Regions from separate parts of the Zea mays genome. Here region 2 is linked to region 1. A link is a contact called in public Hi-C data. All regions are on one chromosome and are shown on one strand. The core of a region is the stretch at or near the end of the contact, and the rest is flanking DNA. Distances in the headings are between cores, read along the strand shown. Region 1 holds the start of LOC100280258. Region 2 holds the start of LOC103636511.

Region 1 (7,568 bases), core at 4,718-7,217:
GGTTTCAGTTTTTGAAACTTTACCCTTCAGATCTTCAATAATATGTTCCATATCAGACATCGTACATTTCAGCATACCTTGCTGTTCAACAATGGCATCAACCGCTGCCTTTCCATGCTCTAATTGGGTATTTGACTCTGTAAGTTTCTTCTCCAAAAGACTGGCCTTATCTGACTTCTCGCTTTTAAGGGCATTTAGTTCCCCATTAAACTCTATATTAGGTACAGTTAGCTCCATACACCTTATTTCTGCATTTTGCGCTTTGCTTTCTGCTCGTGAGACATCATCTTTGATATTCTTAATTGTGTTTTCCAATGTGCTCAGCTCAGATTGCAATGCATTTTGCTCCTCCTGCTTTGTTGTAGTAGTCAGTCGTGATGAACCAGTAGTTTTTTCTTCTCTTCACTTGTACAACTGATGCTTTCAAAAACAAGGCAAAGTTCTTTTGTGCTACTTAAACGAACAATTCTGAATGTGGGATGCCAAAGAACTGAATGTTGTGACCAACCGAATGGATCGAGACATGCATGAAATATTTTTGGTATGCTTGGCTGGCAGTCAAAGGGGTGCTCAACTGTCTTTGTGGTCAAGCTTCTGATGCTTAGCCTATATGTTTAGTTAATTGTACATCATGGTATTTAGTGATTGAACTAATTCGCGTAGTGTCTAGCTGCCTATCCACACCAGCACAAATATAGTATTAACACTCCTTGGTATCGATTGACTTAGAGGACTACCATAAGATATACCAGCAATATAAAAAATAAACCAAGGACGTAATCGTGTTTCTTCGCTGATCAGGGTGGAACCCAGTTGATGCGTGGAATCTACTGCCATACACATGGGTTTTGAATTAGTAAATGCGATTAGCTAAAAGTTGATTTTAGATTGTAATCAATATTTGGTATATTTATCATGACCATTGAGCTTCGCTATTGTCTATTTGACTCTTGTACCAACACAATTGGCGTTGAGCTTGGCCTGGTTTAATGTTGCTTTGATATTCATATGTACTTGACAGGACTGGAGTCTAAAATAGTTGTATGTAGAATAGGTGTGGGGGTATTGCCAAATATGCAAAAAAAATATCACACTTAGCAATCCACTTTAGCAGGATGACTATGAATTTGTTAGGAAAGTTGGGAGAGGAAAATACATTTTCCTATCGCGACACCAACTTCCTTAACAACCCCACCTGGTCAATATCTCCATGAATGTTTGCATCCACTTTAGATTTTGGATTTGATCAAGTTCCTAAAGGTATTCATTGCAACTTTGGTGTATCACTTTCAGTTTACTAATGGTTATGCCTAGCATTGTTTGGTAAGTTGCTGGCGGTGGCCGCTGCCGGTGAAGTTTAAGCAGGCGATGCAGGGTAGAAGGCGAAGTCCCTCAAGGTGAGATCGACGGAGCAGTGGTTCATAGATACTGCTTTTGCGAGATTGGGGCCTATAAAGCAGTGGTTCATAGCTAACTTTGTTCTAATCTGCTTCCTGTTCTAGAGATTCCACTACCACAAAGCAAGCTGATTATGTACCTGACACATTGCACACGGAGCAAATGACAGAGCAAGCTGGGCTCAATTGTTCTGGACATTCAGGTAAGTTGCTTATAACCCCGGCTTATCTTTATGACTTTATCATAGAAGCACAAAGGCAAATGATTCGATTTTATGTTATTACTTACTATGCCTTAATATACTGGGTTTTCACAGATATCCTGGTAAACTCTACGTATTTTTTAATGCACCACTGCTAGAAATTTCTAGCACAAATTTTGAAAGGGATGCTTGCTTGCATCCTTGCCGGACAAGTCTGCATGGAACACAAACAAACAGGCCTGAAATGCACATGGTATCAGCATACAGTTACACATGGTTTGCACATCTACAATTATTGAATGTGACCTGCTGTTATATTATCTCTCCTGTCATATTTAAATGCACTTCAAAACCAAAATGTTTTCAACAACAAACTATTCTGATTCATCTAAACTTCATAGCAATAGTGTTTGGTAATGAAGTTTGCATGACATAATTGCATGTACTGCTTTCCATTCCACTATTGTTAATTTTTGGATTTAATCTTTTTCAGTCTTGTTCATGTTCATAGCCAACAAAACTGATGCAAAAATGTTTTGTTATGTACCACTAAAACTTGAAACGTCTCTGTCTCTTCTATCCGTCTGTTCTAGAAAGAGTGTGTGGAGGGCGAAGAGGTTGGGAGGCTGCCATGTCTCTTCCAAGAAATGTACATGAAGGGTGAAGAGGTTGGGAGGCTGTCATGCGAGATTGCGAGCACCGGTACCATGTGTGCTACCAGTGGCTTAGGTAGAAGAACTGGTGTCCAATATGTAGTGCCTTCCAAGGGTGCAGCCAAGGGGATGTTGGAACTCCATTCCAAATTATAAACAATCACTACTTTTGTAAAGTCGATTTAATTTTGATTAACAACACAACACATGACCATACATATTTTATTCTTACACTTTTTCCCCGTTGCAACGTACGAGTATTTGACTACTAAGAGATATAAGAGATTTCACGTGCTCACTTACGCAGGGCAGAGACACAAATGCAAGCCGATTTCTTCACTGTGATGGCTCAAGTGATCAAAGCCGATTTTCAATGCAGTTGCATCTGAATGCATTGAATAAGCAAGTTAGGCATTTCACTGGTTTGGGAAATACCCCTATGACTTACAACCTTAGGCCTGTCATTGAAGAAATTCAAAGGTCCGCGGAGGATAGTGGTGACAAACGAAATTTGAAGATGTGCTTGGGGATGCTAAAGTCCATGAGAAATCGCTGTGATCAGAACTTTGTTGCTTATAGAAAGGTATGCCTTCAGCAACCTATTAACTCAGGGTCATTTCTTGTGCCTTTTTGACATGTTTGGTGCATCTTTTACAGGGTCTTGGTGTTGTTTGCAACAAAAAAGGTGGATTCGGTGTAGATGACTTTGTTGTTGAATTCTTTGGGGAGGTATGCCTTAGTTTTTAATATTCATCCATTCTACTCCTAGATCGAGTGGCAGTAGTATAGCAGCCATGGATATGTTGATTTATAAACTTTGCAGGTTTACCCTTCTTGGAGATGGTACGAAAAGCAAGATGGTATTAAACATATACAAAACAACAGTGAAGATCAAGCTCCTGAGTTTTACAACATTATGTTAGAAAGGCCAAAGGTTGTGTTGAGTCTGATTTTAATGAGATCTAACTTGTAACTGGTCATTTCAATTCATGGTCTTTTTATCCTATTAACATTTTAGTTCTGTCATGATGGAAGGGAGACCGAGATGGATATGACTTGGTTTTTGTTGATGCTATGCGGCCAACTACGCGAGTAGAATCTGTCACTCCTGCAACCCTAACTGCGAAGCAAAGTAAGATCCTTTTAAGGTTCAGGTTCCAACCTTGTGAATGTTAACTGTTTCATTGCTTCTGTGGTTATGTAATATCATTCTTTGATTATTGGTCAGAATTTATGTGTATGATGTGCATGACGTATTTTTTTGGAGGGAGTAACCCCCTCTGTGTACTATGTATTAATGAAATGACACACAACTCTTCCGCGTTGTTCAAGAAAAAAAGAATTTATATGTATGTATGATGATGCAAAAGTTGACAATATAACACACACTTGTATATAAGTTATCGTATTATTATACGTTCCCGTTGCAACGCACGCACTTTACTGTCCGCGGGCTCGTTCCTTGGTTCTTTTTCGGTCAATAAAGTATGTGATGAGGAAACGTTGCATCGCTCAATCGTGTTGGGTCAGGCATCCTTCTCTCCTTTGGGAATTGTACAAGGAAAGAAGACACGCTAAGACACCAACCCATGCAGGTAGCACACTAGCACCTACTGGACAGATGGGTGTCTTGCTATCCATGGCAAGGGATCACGCATTCCATTCTTAAACACACGCACACCCTACAGCTCGTAGATTCAGTGAACTGTTGGTGAAAACCCTGCGTCCAGCGACTTCTGCACTTGGAGAAATGGGAACGCGGTAGGAAGTTACTTTACCATGTTGATGACAGTGAGGAACATGCTTGTTTTTCAATTGATTTAGGACATGACTGAATGCAATATCGCTAATAGTTAGTTGGCTAAAGAGTTACTAGTAATTAGCTAGCCAACAAATAGTTGACTAACAATTAGATAATTTTCTAAAAGTAGCTAACTGTTGAATTATAAGCTAGGTTGTTTGGATATTTGTATCTAACTATTAAGTGTTGTTTAGTTCACGCGTTGTAACGTAAATGATAACGGTGATGATTTACACTCGACTGATAGCGGTAATAAGTTTGAATAGACCGGTATCGGTTTTCATTGTGGTATCTAATTCCGGTTAGATTTAAACAAATACAATTTAACGTTATCTGTTACACATGACATTACAACAATTGTGTAACCAAACGATACGTTAGTTCTATTACATTTAAACCGGGCCTTAATATCTAACAAGAAAAAAAATCCCTCCTCCCAAGAGTTATTATTGGTGGGCCCCGTGAATCGTGCATTGTCTGTGTGATGTTTTGATTAAGCCGCAGAACCTAACTAGGAAGTAACATTCGTGGATATCATCTAAAAGGCCTTCTTATTTTATTTCTTGGTGCATGCGAAAATCTAGGTGGCACTGTCAAAATGCAGGAAAACATGTTATTTTTCAACGTCAAGGTCTGTGCGCAATCAATTTTGCTTTATTAAGTGTGAAGGGTGATATGCGATATATTTCCACATGCGGTTTCTTAAGCAAACCGCCAATACTAAATGACATTTACACTGACGATTTGCTTAAGAAAACCGCCAGTGATAATATTATCAGCACTGGCGGTTTTCTTAAGTAACCGTATGTGAAAACATCATTTTCACATGCGGTCTTTTTAAGACACCGCCAACATGCGGTTTCTTAAGCAAACCGTCAGTGCTAATGATGTTTACACTAGCTGACTGCTAAAGAAAACCGTCAGTGATAATGTTATTTACGCTGGCAAACAACCGCATGTGAAAAAGGCCGATTTCTACTGGCCTCTAACACTGGCGGCACTGAAAAACGATAGTGCAAATAGCTCTAGGACCGTCACTATAGAGCTTCTGTGTACTAGTGATACATATTATTTGCTTCAAAAACAAGATTTGCAATCGCTTGTAGATCATGTATTATCTGTAGATTTTGACACTTCTCTTCACTGATTTTAGTCAGGTGCCAAAACCAGCGAGTACGGACGGGTTAGGACCAATGAACCATATCCATCAACACATTCAATTGTCAAGATCTTTCGAGAGACATGTATGCAGAGCAAGCTGTTTGAATTCGGGGGGAATTCCGCGAGAAGATTTGTCACTATTTTTTTTAGATTTAACAGGTGGGAGTGGGGTATCGCGCGCGACGTGATTTCCTTCATCACTGGTTCACTACCAATCAAGGGAGACGACGGTTTTCTACTCTTCGTGCGTACAGTTTACCTTCCAGTTTTCGACGAACTTTTTGCACCAGAAAAACGTATGTGACGGCATGCAGAATCGCGAAAACTAAACTAGCAGCGATCCAGTAGTGGTGCATGCATGCATGGTCAAAAAGAGATGAATCGATCGTCGTTGCCGCATACGTTGGCCACACTCCGAAGCTAGAGCCCTCCAGCTATAGCTCGACCGGAGCAGCTCGCCTGCCTGCCTGCCCTTGATCGTTCATCTACCGAATCACTCACACACCGAACTGCATAGTCCTGCCCAAGCTGCGTCGTTCCTGTCGACCACGCAGAAAGCCTAAGAAAATGGCGGTGGTAGGTAGTTGACATATGTACTGCTAACTAGCGCTGCTGCCTATACGTCGCGCTATATATGGAGAGGAGGGGACCCTATTGGCTGTCCCAACACACACATCGTTCTTCTTCTTCTTCCTCCGTCTCTTCGATCGCCTGGCCGGCCGTGTCGTCCCCCCTCTACTAGACCTCAAGAGCAACTCTGGATAGCTGCTTATCGGAGCCTAGAGCTAGAGGTTGAACCAGTCCATCATCAACTAGCGTGGCCGGCCATGGCGATCTCCTCTGCTCTTCCATGCTCCTCCCTCCTCATGGCGGCTGCCCAACTGATGCTCCTCGCCTCCGTTGTCGTCCAAGTGCAAGGCATCACGAGGCACTACGACTTCAATGTACGTTGTCTTCGATCGAGCTAGTTCCACAACATGCATGTCTATGTGTATCATTCATGCTACCTACTCTACTTGTCAACTTGTGCATAAAATGCATGGACGCATATGCATGCAGCATGTGCCTACATTATAATTCGCATGTATGTATGCATGCGCAGGTGACCATGGCGAACGTGACGCGGCTGTGCGCCACCAAGAGCATCGTCACGGTGAACGGGCAGTTCCCCGGCCCCAAGATCGTCGCGAGGGAAGGCGACCGCCTCATCATCCGCGTCACCAACCAGGCCCAGCACAACATCTCGCTGCACTGGTAAAGTGATCTGATCGTACTCGCTTACCGCCTCCCTCCGCCCGGTGTCCGGCCGGGCCATGCAAGTCAAAATTTAAGTGCGCGCGTTGGTGCACCATACGTACCACCCACTTGTAAATTGTAATTAGCACCGCGCAACATATACACACACACCAGCAGCAGAAGCTCGTTAATTAATCCGAATCATCATTTCGTTACGTAGCATATTATATACTATAATAATATTAGGGAAATTTGGATCCATACCATTAAAAGATCACCACTTTGGATCCATACCATTGCTATCTCATTTACATGTGGGTTCACATGAGTCAATGACATGCGGGGTCCATGGTATATATCTAAAGTTTGGATCTTTTAATGGTATATATCCAATTGTTCCATAATATTATTATAATGTGCCTCTGATCGAATGAACATCGAACACGTACGGTTGCTGATGAAGCTGACTGCTAGCTGCTGCATGCATGCAGGCACGGTATCCGGCAGCTGCGCACGGGGTGGGCGGACGGGCCGGCGTACATCACGCAGTGCCCGATCCAGACGGGGCAGAGCTACGTGTACAACTACACCGTCGCCGGGCAGCGCGGCACGCTGTGGTGGCACGCGCACATCTCCTGGCTGCGCGCCACCGTCTACGGGCCCCTCGTCGTCCTGCCCAGGCCCGGCGTCCCCTACCCGTTCCCGGCGCCGTACAAGGAGGTCCCCGTCATCTTCGGTGAGTAGCCCCGGCGCGCGCGAGCGACGGCGGAGCGACCGCTCGCGTCGCTGCCTCGCTGGGTTGCTGGCCTGTGTGCTGATTCTGTGCGCCGTGGTAGGTGAGTGGTGGCTGGCGGACACGGAGGTGGTGGTCGAGCAGGCGCTCCAGCTCGGCGCTGGCCCGAACGTCTCCGACGCCCACACCATCAACGGCCTGCCAGGACCGCTCTACAATTGCTCTGCCAAAGGTGCTTTCTTTCTCCTAACTTCTTTTTTTGTTTGGATTAGTCGCAAGCACACATAAAGGTCTACACCCACACGCGGATGAGGTGTTCAAATCACAAAAGGAAGGTAGCTATGGCGCCATTGTGGGAATGTTCGCACAGCGTCGCTGTCATAT
Region 2 (7,783 bases), core at 3,407-5,906, 140 kb before region 1:
ATTAATCCCTCTCCCTCTTCTCACATTTTGCCCACCCAAAATGCAACGGGAATTGGCCAATCTGAATAGATTATTGCTCACAACAGCAATTGGAGACACCTCCAATTGCTTCGCGCGCTTCACCCTCACTTCTGAGGAGAAATCCATTCAAAGCCACTCCTTAACTTGACCATCTAGAAAATATTCTCGCTAGTAAAACATCTAGAAAAAGCTCCTAGTTAATGCAATTCTTCTCGTATTATAGCACCTTGTCTATTTAGTCTTGTTTCATTTTAATTCTAACCTTAATTTAACTTAAAAATAACAAATATTTGTAATTTGAAATTAGGATATTAAAAATCGTTAATACCAAAAAATAGTAATGTTTCGAGGAGACTGATTTGTATGGTGCAATCGGGGAAAATAGTTTTGGTCATGGTAAAAAAATAGCAAAAATGTATCATATGCAGAATTTAAAAAGTTAGATTTTGTTGTGTAGAAAACTAGTATTTCTGGTCTTTGTTCTATATCATTTTTAAGTTAATTTCAAATAAAAAATAAAAAGAAACGGGACCAACTATACAAAGTGCTATAATGCGAGAAGTATTGCATTATGTGTGGGGCGTTTTCTGGATGGTCATGTTAATGAGTGGCATTGAACGAATTTTTCCCACTTGTGAAGATGTTGGCTATGAGGGCTAGTTTGAAAACTGAAATATGCTTCGGGATTAAAAGAGATTGAGGAGAAAATTAGTTTATTTCTAGCTTAATCCCCTTCAATCCAGTAAATGTTTCGGAGGCCGGATTGCCACCGAAGGCGTATTGTGGCCAGATGATAAAGCAGGGATCTGATTTTCATCAGCTATTGCAATCCCCCTCAACGAATCAAGCTCCTCAACCAAATCCATCTCAGTTTCCTGAATCGCCTGTCTGCAGCGACTGCCCGGACATTCAGAATTTTCTAAGCAGGGATGCCACTGGCTACTGTATCCAGAAGATCGTGTATTACTGGCTATCCAGAAGATCGTGTATATATGATTGCGTAAAATAATTTACCTTTTTCGAATATTTGTCGCTCACTAGTTTATTTGGAAATAAACCGTGACAAATAAAAACAATGAATTGAATAATTTTTATTATAGCGTTGTTAATAGAGTAAAATTTAAAATAGAAAATACGATGGAATAAGCTGCGCTGCAGACACCCTAAGCATTTCGGAGTCTAGCATCACGGAACAGCGCTTGACCGCACAGGTTACTGCTGGCTACTGCAAGATGCAGAGAGATACCCTCGACAAGAGGAAGGATGTCTGAAGGTGCAACAGCGTTCGTTCTGATCACCGCCATGCATCCACCACGGTTAGATCCCTAGTGCCAGCAACGGCTAGCTCTGCATGCATCAAGAAGGGCCGTCCGTGCTGAAGGCCAGCAAACCAAACATTAGGCTACCCTGCCATGACTAGCCTCTACAAAAACCACAAGCATTTTCGTCGGTCAGCAGTGAAACAGTGACGTTTACTTCTTCAGTTTGCCTCAGCAAGCCATATGTCCTCGAAATTCTTTGTTAAAAAAAAGTGTATATATTCAGCACCCAAACAGTACATGTCGGATATGGATGAACTCTCCGGCAGGACCGGGCCGGCCTTGCGGTACAAAGCACAGAGGCGTCCATTCAGAAGGCAGAAGCCGTATGCAGGCGGCCGTGCCCGTGCTGGGCTTGCATCGAGAGACAGTGCGCGAGGTGGGGCTCCTGCTGCATCGTGCATCCTCTGTTGGCTTATTACCTGCAAAGGCCTGCTGGGGAGCGAGGACTCTCGCTCCACCTCCATTGGCGGATCGCAGGACCACTGGTGTGGTGCAGCTGATGATCCTGCGCTGCATGCAATGCAAGCGTTAGTAGCATAGCATGGCAGCGAGCATGGGTCCGTCCCTGGCATCTTCAGCATCGATGGATCGCTGAAACAAACCCGCTCCGACGTAAGAGGAGCAGCGTGTTAGTTTAAAGGGCGAGATGCAGAGCAAGAGGAAGCATGGGCAGGGGAATATGCGTGGCAGGAATGCAAAACTGGTGCCGTCAGTCATGCTAGCACTAGTAGGCCAGAGCTAGGCCTCCAAACCCAAAGAATGCATCCCTCCTGTCAATTGACAGAGGTCATTGCAGAGGATGGATGGTGATGATGATGCTTAGCTTACTAGAATACTCTGGTTAATACTGGTGCACTGCTCTGGATGAACAGTGGGTTGGCATGCTCGTAGTCTTAGTTGTAGTCGTAGTAGACGACTGTAAAACAGCCTCTGCTGGTGTATGTATATGTATCGTATCTAGATAGACGCGGCAGATGTCTGACTATAGATGGCCATTTGGCACTAACACGATGGGCCGGCCCAGGCACGACACGAAAAAGCACGGTTCAGGCACGACCCGGCCCGGTTAGTATAGTACCAGTGCCTGGCACGGCACGGCTATAGTGCCGGGCCTGGGCCACTATCTCGACCCGTAGTGCTGGCACGGGCACGACACGGTTACATTTTTTATTTTAAAAATAATAGTTTACATATATTAAGTATAAGAATTCAACATATAACACAATAAAACTACATCTGCACTGGTTAGATGGATGCGTTTAAGCCTCTTATGAACTAGGTTGTGTGAGTTCAAACCCCCAAAACTGCACATTTTTTGCTAAATTATACAATATAATCAGATGGACCATAGTGCCACCGGGCCGGCCCGGCACGACTAGCAGGCTGACGGGCCGTGCCTGGGCCGCGGCAGCGGCACGCCGGCCCATCTGGCACGGCACGATTCGGTAGCCGGGCCTGGCGGGACGTGCCGACCACGGGTCGGGCCGGGCTGGCCCGTTTGGCCATCTATATGTCTGACGCCTGACCTGAGAGAGATTGCAAGTACGCTGTGCAAGCACTCACAAACACAGACTGGATGGATTTTTGGCGCTGCGCAAAAAACACAGCTTTTCTAATCTCATTGTCCCTTCTTGTAGGAAGAAAAAACGAATGGTGCAAAACAATATTTTACATTGTGAAGAAGTTTGAAAATGAGAGATGAGAATGAGTAAAATGATGGATATAGCCTTACAAAATAAATTTTCTAAGCAATACCAAATTTGGGTGATTTCAAAGTGAGAGAGTAAACATGCATTGCTCTGGTGTGATTGTGTGAAGCATGAAACACCCTCTAATTGTCAAATAGATTGTCTAGTTCACCTTGCCTCCATATGCGTCTACAGTGGCGAGAGTAGTATGGCAAAACACCCTCTTCGGCCTTGACTACTACATAATGCAATTATGGTAAGTCCAGGTGATTATCATCCGTAAAACCCTGCCAGTGACTCAGTATCAAGGTTAAAAACTAAGAGAACATATCTAATGCACATGGAAGATTGGTGCACATGGTGCACATATTAAATCATCACCACTCATTTTAGATCTAACGTCTCTAGTTGTTTGGTATATTTTGCTAAGGACACCCTCCAACGTGGTGGTGTGTAATGGTGGAAGGTGTTATTTGTAAATTGAATGATCAACTAGAGACATTAGATTTAAAATGAGTGATGGTGATTTAATATGTGCACCATGTGCACCAATCCTCCATGTGCACCAGATATGTCCTCAAAAACTAAAGTAGCTGTAACGTGGTGATCGCTGATCCGACACATGCATTTGGCAGTGAGAAGCTAACTGGTGATAATTTTCTGGACCGCTTTTCAGGATTATTACGGACTGCAGGCGGAAATTGTAAAGAAATAGCAGAGCAACAGTTGATTCGGTCTCCGATGAGGAACGACCGCACGGCATCGAGGAGGCGCAAGACAGGGGGCGCAGAGGCACCAGCAACTAGCTAAACAGCTCAGGTTCCTGTATACTAGAAACTAGATGCTCGCATTACATCGGAACAGCGCGGCGCCGTGATCATCTAGCCTGCATAGCTCTCTCTCTGCTCCTGCAACGGCTAAAAGAACAAGAGCACAAAGCAGGAGAAAAAGAAAGAAAGATCCTCTCTTTACACAAGGTTCTTGGTTCCTGGTTAAAAGAGGAGACGGATCGAGCATCTTCTTGGACCTGCTCGGCTGCTGCCTGCTGCTGCTCCTCCTCCTTTCGTCTCAGCTTGCTTGCATCCTGCATGCGGCGCCGCAACCTCTGCCAGTCGTAGGACTCGGGACTCAGGCGTACTCGCGCTCGCGCCAGCACACCAGCATCGTGACGCACCGGCGCATGATGTAGAACCGCGCGCGCTGCTGCTTGACGAGCCGCGCGCACCGCCCGGAGAAGGACCCGCCCTTGCCGCTGCCGTCGGCGCGCACGCCCATGCCCCCCTTGCCGCCGCCGCCGCTCCTCTTTTTGAACAGCCTGCACGGCTTCTCCTCGGCTGCTGCAAAGAGCTCCATGGATGGATGGATGGATGGATGGCGTCCCTTCTCGCTAGGCGAAGAGGATGGTGATAGGCAGTAGAGTGAGTGAGTTGCGTGTGTTGATCTGCGGTTGGTCTTGTATGTGGAGGAAGGGCATAGCATAGCATAGCTGCATAGCCGGTTGGTTATGTAGTGGAGGCTGCTGCTACTGGTGCGTGGTTGTAGCCTCTCCCTCCCCCACCCCCACACGCTTGCCACTTGAGGTTTTGTTTGGATATTGTTCGAATCCCTCGCTGAAATCATGTACTCCTTATCCAGCGATAAATAAAAAGAAACAGAGAGAGTATTAGGTACTTCTATTAAAATTTACTTGGACTTTTATTTTAATTCATACCAATCTAATATTAATTAATGCGAATCTGATTAAATCTCGATAAGACCTTAATGTCTTCTATGTGTGGTATATACAGAGTTTTTGCTGTTCGGAGTTCACGGTCGTTTTTCATTTTCAATATCCGCAGTGCAGCCTTTCTGACCTCGGCGGTGCGCTGTTTGCTCCTCTTCCTCCCCATGGGGGGACATTTTTTCTCGCCTTGGTTGTCTTCTCTTGTTTCTTTTTTCGCGAATGCGTGGACTTGGAGGAGCATACAAACTGTTGGAGTAATGACAAAGCCTGCAGATTTAGGTCACCGTCACTCCCGATTTTTTTTTGTACTCCACGTGTTCCCTGAAGAATAATGTGTGCTGCAAGTAGTTAATATTTGATTAATTTTTTAGCCAATATTGTAATCCTAACTAATTTATTGTAAATATATATTTCATAGTTAATCTATATTTAATATTATAAATATTGATATCTTTAATATTAGAGAGAAAAAAAATATTTTTTAAGGGAGTGATTGGGTGAAGGTTCTTTATGTTTGCTTTCATTCAAAAGTGATCAATTCATGATAACTTCCTCTATGTCCAGAAGGTAATTAAAAAACTTCACAAGAGCAAACAGGCAGCTCTACGTCAAGCTAGACATATCAAAAGCTTTCGATTCTCTTAATTGGGCATATCTCCTAGATGTCCTAAGAGCTCTCGGCTTCACCCAAAAGTGGAGAGATTGGATAGCCACCATCCTTGGTTCATCTTCTTCCAAAATCATTATTAATGGTCAACAAACTGAAGCAATCAAGCACATGCGAGGGGTGCGTCAGGGAGACCCACTATCGCCTTTTCTTTTCATTCTCGCAATAGACCTCCTTCAGCGTATGATTGAAATGGCAGCTCATGAGGGGCTCTTGGGCGGGGTATTACCCAATGGGGCGAAGTTTCGTTGTTCTCTATATGCAGATGATGTGGGGGTGTTTGTTAAAGCAGATAAAATAGACCTCAAAGTTCTGAAAAGAATTCTGGAAGCTTTCAAAGGTTGTTCGGGTCTAAAGATCAATTTTGAAAAACGAAAATTTTCCCGATACGTTATCTAGAATGGCCAAATTTAGTGGAAGTTTTTCCTGGCAAGTACTCTAAATTCCCTGGAAAGTATCTCGGACTACCTCTACACTTCAGGAATATAAAAAGAATTGAAATCCAGCCTATAATAGAGAAAATCAATAAAAGGCTAGTCAGCTGGAAAGGTAGACTTCTTTCAAAGGCAGGTAGGAAAACCTTGGTTAAATCTGTGTTGACCGCGCAACCGCCAACCGATTTATCTACTAAATGTTTTCCCAGCTCAGAAATGGTTACTTAAAAGGATTGACAAGATCAGGAAAAAATTCCTTTGGAAAGGAGAAAATATGGATTCATGTAAAGGGGGTAATTGTATGATGAATTGGGCCACAACTTGTTTACCAAAGAATAAGGGGGTCTAGGCATCCTTGATCTAGAGCACTTTGCAAGAGCGTTAAGACTTCGATGGTTGTGGCTTCGGTGGACGGATAAAGATAAAGCATGTACTCGCTTGCAACTCCCTTGTGATAAAGCAGATGTCGATCTATTCAATGCATCCACAACTATAACAATTGGAAACGGCAAAATGACTGATTTCTGGAGATCGAGTTGGATTCGGGGTCGGGCGCCAAGGAACATTGCACCAACCTTATACATGAAAGCAAAGAGGAAGAATATCTCGGTGTGCCAAGCCCTTAGAAACAATCGCTGGATGCACTTCTGCTCTCCTTACATACAAGATGATGAAATAAAAGAATTCATCTCCCTCTGGCAAGGTATCAATAGCATACATAAAATCAATGATCTCGATGATACTATTTTATGGTGGTGGACAGCGAATGGGAAATACAGCTCAAGCAGCGCATACAAAATTCAGTTCACGATGATTTTTTGTAAAATCAAAATATGTCCTATCTAGAAGGCGAGAACTGAGCCCAAATGACACTTCTTCGCATGGACCCTGTTGCTTAACAGAATTCTGACTACGGACAATCTCCAAAAGCGGGGATGGCCTTGCAATCTAATTTGCTGTCTTTACAACTTATCACAGGAAACTATGGCCCATTTATGTAAAGACTGCTCGTTTTCTGCAGAGGTGTGGGGCAGGATCCTTTCTTGGGCCAATCTATCCTTTCTAAGTGGCATTTCTAGCATGGGATCGTTGTACGATTGGTGGAAAAGATTAAGGAGTCGTTGCTGCAAGGAGTCAAAGAAGATTTTCGATGGGCTTCTCATCTGCTTCTGATGGAATATATGGTTGGAAAGAAATAACAGAATTTTCTAGGGACAGCAAAGATGTACGGTCCAAGTTGCACAATTAGTGAAAGATTAAGTTAGGAGTTTTTAGTATATCTTAGATAAATCAGTGGGTGGTGGTTTTGTACTTTAGTTTCTCTGTTTTGTTTTTTTCTCTTTTTTTTGTTTTTTCCGGTGTGTTTTCGGTCTTGTGGATTCTCTTTTTTTTTCTCTTCTAATATATTGAACATGCAAGTTTTTTTGCCGCTTCCTTAAAAAACAACAGCAGGGATAGAACAGTAAACTTGACTAGCGAAGCGCGGAAGCTACAGACGCATGACAAGCTCATATCTCATATGCATGCAATGCAGCATGCAGATATTCAAAGTTTCAGACACTGCAAGCGCAAGCAGCAGCCAGACACCTCGCAGGCCCCACACGCACACGGAGACGCACGGCACCGGCAATGCAGTCTATGCAGAACTGTGTCCGTCGCCGGCCGGCCGGCCGTCCCCGCCCCCGGCCCCTGTGGCCCGTTCCCGTGCGGGAGGTCAAAAGCTCGCCGAGCACCAAAGCCTTTGGCTGGAAAATGGGTAAAGGTAAAGCCGCGCAGCGCAGGTTGGTGCGGTCGCTTCTCCCTTGAGCGCCGGCGGTACTCTCGTGGTGGTGGTGGCAGTGCCAATGCAATGCGTGGGGCGGCGGTCCGCAGCCGAGCCGAGTGACGTCAGATTCTGGCGCGGTGGACTGGCACGGTGGTGTACGTGT

What was found. Hi-C and Micro-C count contacts between places; a contact is called where the count stands out from the background.
Region 2: a contact with region 1 is called in a Hi-C map of leaf, with 1.9 times the contacts expected there. The contact joins the promoter of LOC103636511 here to the promoter of LOC100280258 in region 1. A contact is called at or near these places in 2 of 25 Hi-C or Micro-C datasets (leaf and seedling).

Annotation. Positions count from the first base shown.
Region 1 is chr8:175,255,537-175,263,104 of Zm-B73-REFERENCE-NAM-5.0, reverse strand. It overlaps LOC100280258, which reads left to right and starts at 5,967. Exons shown (of 6, transcript NM_001153186.1): 1 at 5,967-6,159; 2 at 6,318-6,469; 3 at 6,943-7,187; 4 at 7,288-7,416. The coding sequence starts at 6,043. It overlaps LOC103636508 (histone-lysine N-methyltransferase ATXR3), which reads left to right. Exons shown (of 7, transcript XM_020543382.1): 1 at 1-1,397; 2 at 1,503-1,600; 3 at 1,715-1,853; 4 at 2,561-2,836; 5 at 2,911-2,982; 6 at 3,077-3,187; 7 at 3,289-3,563. The coding sequence starts at 1,845. The coding sequence ends at 3,429.
Region 2 is chr8:175,396,772-175,404,554 of Zm-B73-REFERENCE-NAM-5.0, reverse strand. It overlaps LOC103636511, which reads right to left and starts at 4,656. Exons shown (of 2, transcript XM_008658853.4): 1 at 4,482-4,656; 2 at 3,736-4,480. The coding sequence starts at 4,523. The coding sequence ends at 4,160.